Regions from separate parts of the Zea mays genome. Here region 1 is linked to region 2. The links are chromatin contacts, called in public Hi-C maps. All regions are on one chromosome and are shown on one strand. Each heading gives the region's core, a stretch centred on a gene start, on an enhancer-like site or on the middle of the called end of the contact. The rest is flanking DNA. Distances are from core to core; before and after follow the strand shown. Region 1 holds the start of LOC100283870 (phosphopantothenate--cysteine ligase). Region 2 holds the start of LOC100281539.

Region 1 (3,314 bases), core at 697-3,196, 150 kb after region 2:
TGCTCAGAGCCGTCTCTGCTTTCTGAACTAGAATGTCTGGATCCGTCTCCAGCTGCATGCCATTTATTTAAAACACAAGTTGGATAAAGGTTTTTCTCTCCCAATCCCATGCCGTGGTGGTTTCACCCATTCTACAGACAAACTCACCTTGAAGGATACGCAGAAGGCCAAGGGGGCCCAATGGTTGCGCAGAACGGGGAGCATTTTTGGAACCTGGCTGAGCTTCATATCCAGTGGGCCTCCGGCTGACTGGATCTTATGTTTTGCCTGCACAATGATTTCCCCATGAATCATGTTAGGAACTTAGCTTCTAGCATGACAAAACAATGCTGGATTTTTTTGACAACACATCTCCTACTACTGTAATAACTCGTACCATGCTATCCCATGGAACATAGAAGTCAGACACAGCTGCAGCGAGATAGAACATCCCGTGGAGACCCACACAGCTCATGGATGTAGCAACCATCTTCAGTAACTGCAATCAAGTGTCGTGTGACGCTGTTCAAGCTACCTTACTCGCATTCGACTCAAAGAAACAAAGCAAATGTGCAGGACCTGAAGATACTCAAATATCGTGGTGAATGGGAGTTTCAGCAGAGAGCCTCCTTCAGTAGCCTGCGACAAGTTCACCTCAGTCAAGGGGCATCGGCACATCTGTATGCCAGCCAGTACCCGGTTCAGATGCTATACCTTGCGATAATCCCCAATTGCTCTCTTTACCACCGTTGCCTGGGACTCGGCCACTGATTAAACAAGCATAACATATTTTAATCAACATAGTAAGGAAGCGATATTTGTTCTTTTCTTTTCTTTTCTTTTCATCTGAGCTAGAAGCTGTAGATTAATTACCAACCAACCTTGAACCTTCGAATCTGTTGTGACATCAAAGAAGTGGAGAAACGAGTCATCAGGCAGGAACCTGGAGAAAGGCTGGCAACTCCCTCTGCGTTCATGCAAGCATAATGGGATTTATGTGAAGAATCTTTCTTCTTTTTTTTTGCATTATGTGGATACTGAACAGTTGATAAAGCTGAAAGACGAGAAGTAAAAGTTGTGGGATTGTTTTTGCAACGAAGCAGCTGATGTAGCTTTGTGGATTACCGCCGATGGACGAAAATGACCGCATAGCCAGCCTTTAAGAAATACCTGTGTCAGCAGAAATTAAAAACGGGAATGAGTACTTGACAGTACTTACTGTTCATCAAACTTGTACTGGACAGAGACTATGTATACTTCCAGTGCATTTATGAGACAGATATCAAAACTAACGAGGTATCACATGGCATGGCACACCATCATATATGTTCAGGCCAGTATAACCTTATGTAAAGCATCATCTCTCAAGGATTATATTGAAGAGAAAAAAAAACTAAAAAAGGCATGGGTTATATAGAACAGAGTATGGGAAAGGCAGTCATCACCACGGCGCACGAGAGAGCATCCGAAGAGGGGCGGAGCGCAAGAGAGGAGGAAACTTACTCGGTGGACGCGGCGCCGCGGTGGCCGGAGCTGAAGTTGTCGATGTAGCGCACGCATCGCTGCTCCAGCGGCACCGTGGTCCCGCCCGACGTGACGCAGACGATGCGCCGCCGCCCGACGCCGTCTGCGCGCACATCGCAAAAAACAAAAAACAAAAAAGGCCGCACGGGTTAAGCTAGAGCGCGCGGTCAAGGGCTCGTTCGACGAAATGGCCCACGCGCGGTCCGCGCGTTGTCCCCCATGCAGGGCGGCGCCGCGGCTACCTGATGATGCGTGCGAATTGCGCGCGACGAACTCCTGCAGGCTGGCGGCGACAACGGCAGCGTCGCGCAGCGGCGGCGAGGCGGCGAAGAAGTGTTCCGGATCTTCCGCCGCGACCATTGCGGGTTGCGATGGGGTGGGGGGTTCTTCTTCTATACACTCGCAGGGTTTGGATTTTGGACCGCGGGCGGTTTGACGATGGATGGAGCGACGAGAGGAAGAGGAGAGTATTTAAAGGAGTGGAAACTACCAACGTAGTTGGCGGTTTGCTGTAAAGAAAAAGACACGAGTAAAATCAGGAGATGAGCGCATTTGGAAAAAACACACACACAACACAGCTTGACAGCCGTGCTTGGCACTGCGTACGGTGCGTGCCTTGAATGCCGCTCGACCCTGGAACCCTGCAACCACTATTAACTCAGCATTAACTCATGGTAGCTAAGAGGGGTGGGGATAGCCCCTGCTGCTTGCGTGCGTGCGTGATCCATGTCGTCGTCTTCGATAGATTTGGCGAGACCGGTACCACCGAACCGTGCATGCCATTTGCTCGCTGGGGGAGTTTTTTTTTCCTTAGGCAGGGGCCGGACCTATTTAGGCGACGCACCTTTGTGACACTGCATCAAGCTAGATTCAAGAGCCTGCGTTTCTGGTTGAGCACAAAGAACGACAGAACAGGCAGCCAATAATAACACACGCATCCATCATTCCTGGCTTATTAGGTGTAGCACATTGATTAGTGCAAACGCGGTGGCGTACTGGCACACACGCTTGTTGGGCAGGTCCACGAGCGATCGACCGAGCTGGGTGTCGTTACTGGATCGGAACAGCCGGGAATCACGATCGTCGTCCAGGTGGAGGAGAACAACGTACGCACGTACTACGTCCTGGTCCTGTGGTCAGGCGCGGCGCTGCCTCGTGCGCGCATGGCCCGTAAATGGTAATGGCCTATCGGCGCCCATTATCTATGCTACTTGCGTGTGCATGGATTCGTGTCCTGCTGGGATGCGAATGCGAGACATGGCACCAGCGCTCCATGAGCCGCTATGAGTATAGTCCGAAAAGGTATGATCCAAAGTCCAAACACAAGACAGGGTCTGGGTCGTAGTGATAGTACCAAGACTATCTTCAGCAACATTTTCTAAATTTTATCACCTAAAGAAATATTCGTCGTCCTCTACAACACTTTATAAAAAAATTTATCCACTACATCGTTTTCATCTTCAACAACGTTCCCTAAATTTAACTCTCTCTGTCCTGCTGCTAGATACCATAATCTACTTTGATTTTAACCTTTTCGCTACTGCATGCATGAGAAATATTTAAATACATCTCATCACTACCTTTTATCAGTGGCGGCCCTGAGAGTGGGGCGGAGGGGCCGCCGCCCCGGGCCCCCAATTATATAGGGCCCCGAACCTAGCTATACATTCAGTAATTAGACTATCAGACACAATAATTTAATAATGAAATGTCGAATAATTAGCAGCCACAAAACGTTCACAACCCGGTCTTATTTAAACATGTTAAAATAACTTTTAAGATAATACTATAATATGTATCTTTTTATTTAT
Region 2 (3,518 bases), core at 500-2,999:
AAACTTCATATTATATTTGTTAAGGGCTAGTTTGGGAACTCTATTTTCCCATGGAATTTCTATTTTCTCAAGAGGAAATGAACTAATTTCCCTTGGATAAATTGAAATCCCTTAGGTAAATGTGGTTCCCAAACTAACACTAAGTATAAAAGTACTTACCCTTGATTATTTTCAATTCTTTGAAAAATTCTCGGATGAGTAAGAGATGGTAATGCTTTGGCTGATTTCTACTCTTGTGTCAACCGGTTGCTTCGTGTGGAGCATGGAGGATGTTCATCGAAGAGATAGTTATCTTTTATGTTTTTGCTAATGCTTTTAATATTTCATATAATAGATAATATTCACGACGTAATAAGGCTGTGATTGATATCATCTATAATTTGTCCCTATATGTGTGATTGATCAGTAGACATATATAGCATACATCGAATTTTGTCCTTAAAACGAGGTGTGACAAAGATATAACAATGCTATAATATATTGAGTAATGATGTCGTCATTGATTATAGATCCGGATCCTGAATCGTTCTTTTAGCAATAAAGACATGAAGAAGATGTGGAAGATCTATATTTAATTTTTTTCTTGTGGTGGCGCAAGTATTAAAAGATAGAATACAATAATGAAAATCCCTTTTTATTATTTGTTATAAAAATATAGACTTATTAGACAGAAATTAGAATTATTTATTATAAAAATGTATATAATTATTATATAGAAAGCAGAATCAAATAAGCCTAGGTAACCCGTTTCTTGACCACATGTGTTGTGATTTGTGAAGGTCATCTCCACTAGATTGTGTAATTGACCGTATAAAATACTTTTTGTACTATAGATTACACTATTTACAGATAAGTTTGATATAGTATGAGCTCGCTCGCATATAGAGGTGTTAATGGGGAATTCTCCACCGGGTTTGGACACCCCATCCCCATGAAACTATATTCATACCATCCTCATAACCACATCCATCATGGGTATAAGATTCATCTCATATCCATACTCATTCGGGTATCGGGTCTCCAATGGGTCTTCAATGAATCCCCATCCCCTACAAGAAAAATATTATCACATTATATTTTATATGACATTAAAAGCCACATGACACCAACAACAATACATCACCAATAAATCTGATATGTAACAAGAAAAACATTGTTTAACTATACAAAACAACAAAAATAAAGTGACACATGGACTGGTGGGTGGGGCAGTTGGTGGCTGGCCGCCTGGGTTTGGATGGATGGGTGCTTAAAAAGGTTAGAAGATGTAGGGTTAGTTGTTATACTTATTGCCAAATAGGTTGCACATCTAATTTTACATAGTGAATATTATTTATAGGTAATCGGGTTTGGACGATTGCTTGTCATACCCATACCCGTTTATCCAATGAGTGAGATTTTAACCCATATTCATACCCATGAGGATAAATTTTGTCCATACCTTAACTCTAAGGACTAGTTTGGAAATACCATTTTCTTAAGGGATTTATATTTTCTAAAAAATAAACTATTTTTTTGAAAAAATGAAAATCCTTTAAAAAAATGAGGTTTCCAAATCCTAAACCCTAAACCCGCCGAGGGCCCAAAACTAGTAGTCGAGGGTATCGGTCCCATTGACAAGCAGTCGAGGGCCCAAAACTGGGCCGCCGTCCCGCCGCCCGCCGATGGGCCAGGTCACCGATCCCGCACCGTCAGGTCGAGGATGTCCACGTGGTTCCACTCTGTACGCAACGCAAGGCGCCGTTCGCACTTCGCACGCAAACCCCTCCTCTCCTCTGCTGACCCCTCCTCTCCTGGTCTGGATTCCACCAAGCCGTGTCCACCAACCGGCCACCACCCCCGCTGCCGGCTCGCACCTCTCTGCGCCGTGCTCAGATTTGCCCCCCTCTGCCTGCCTGCTTCTACTACCTGCTGACACGGCGGTGCGGGTCGTGCTCGGTGGACGCCAGGGGGCTACCCCTACCCGGGATCCAGGATCGTGCTGTCTGCTCGCCCTCTCCTGCTCCTTCAATCCCATCGGAGATCCGTGCTGGCGTTTCCTCCCGTAAGCCCGACCACGGTCAACATCCAATTTCTCGTCCGATTCATGCAAAAACCATTATGGGCCCCGCGTACCGTGCGTTGTTTAGCCATCTTGAATTTCCATTTTTTTCCAGGATCGATGAATTAGCCTTGTTTAGGTTTGGCGGAACACGTACCGTGCGTTGCCAAATTCGAGCATTTTGCTATCATTATATTTGTCATGAATTTTAGGACCCGTTGATGGATTTTATTTTTCTTTGGGGGAGAATGGAGATGGGGATTTTGAAGTTAAATTCATGGTCCTGCTTGAGAATTTTTGGGGTTAGAGTCCTACATAGGGGTACAAATAGTCGATAAAATGAAATATATGTGGTATTGATATTTTTTCGTATTTCAATGTTGCCGAAGCCAATATTCCTAGGGCCACATGCCATGATACTAGTAGCATATCTGTGAACGCACATTGTGTGGTAGTGATGTTGACTTCCTCAAAATCTTGTTTGCAGGATGTGTTCATTTTCAAGTATTTTATCGCTTTGCCAGAAATCTTTTTTATGATGACTTAAAATGTCTGTAGCATATTAATCACAATTTTTAGACTTGTGCTCCGTCACTACATATGCCAGACATATATTGAAGCTCATGCAGCTCCTATTCTCAAACCCAGTTTCAGCGCCCAATTGTTTGGTTTGAAGAAATCAAGTTCAGATGGGCTCCATTCTAAGTGCTACTAGTACTACGGCTAAGTCTATGGATCAGCATGAGGCATCTGGAACAGATCCTAATAAGAGGGTGAAGATATCTACTTATGAGTATGGGTCAAACCCAAGGATAATTCCAACTCTTCCTGATGAGCTCTCACTCCAGATCCTGGCAAGGTCACCACGGATCCATTACCTTAACTTGAAGCTGGTTTGCCGAGCCTGGAAGGCAGCAATCATCGGCTATGAACTTTCCCAGCTGAGGAGAGAGCTTGGTGTAAGTGAGGAATGGGTGTATGTACTGACCAAGGCTGAGGCATACAAGCTCCATTGGTATGCCCTGGATCCAGTGTTTCAGAAATGGCAGAGGTTGCCACCGATGCCTTCTTTCGTCAATCAGGAGGAATCCAATCGGACAGCATCTTCGGCGTTCTGGATGTGGAATGTTGTGGGATCAAGCATTAGGATTGCTGATTACGTGAGGGGCTTATTTTGGCGCAGGAACAGTTTGGACCAGATGCCCTTTTGCGGTTGTTCAGTGGGTGTTGCTGATGGTTACTTGTATGTCATTGGCGGTTTTTCCAAAGCTGTTGCCCTGAATCGCGTTTGTAGATACGACCCTTTTCTCAATTTGTGGCAGGAAGTGAGCCCAATGATGACTGGGCGGGCTTTCTGCAAGGCGGCATTTTTGAATGGCAAGTTATATGTAGTTGGTGGAGTCAGCAGGGGTCGGAATGGCTTGCTTCCCCTGCGTTCAGCTGAGGCGTTCGACCCTAAAACTGGATTGTGGAGCGA

The links. A called contact is a pair of places that touch in the nucleus more often than the background predicts.
Region 1: a Hi-C map of endosperm shows a contact between it and region 2, with 4 times the contacts expected there. The contact joins the promoter of LOC100283870 here to the promoter of LOC100281539 in region 2. A contact is called at or near these places in 9 of 25 Hi-C or Micro-C datasets (bundle sheath, ear, endosperm and 3 more).

Annotation. Positions count from the first base shown.
Region 1 is chr4:129,439,691-129,443,004 of Zm-B73-REFERENCE-NAM-5.0, forward strand. It overlaps LOC100283870 (phosphopantothenate--cysteine ligase), which reads right to left and starts at 1,947. Exons shown (of 9, transcript NM_001156768.2): 1 at 1,746-1,947; 2 at 1,483-1,606; 3 at 1,105-1,149; 4 at 861-946; 5 at 694-746; 6 at 559-618; 7 at 377-478; 8 at 148-267; 9 at 1-52. The coding sequence starts at 1,863.
Region 2 is chr4:129,289,738-129,293,255 of Zm-B73-REFERENCE-NAM-5.0, forward strand. It overlaps LOC100281539, which reads left to right and starts at 1,750. Exons shown (of 2, transcript NM_001154457.2): 1 at 1,750-2,044; 2 at 2,690-3,518. The coding sequence starts at 2,731.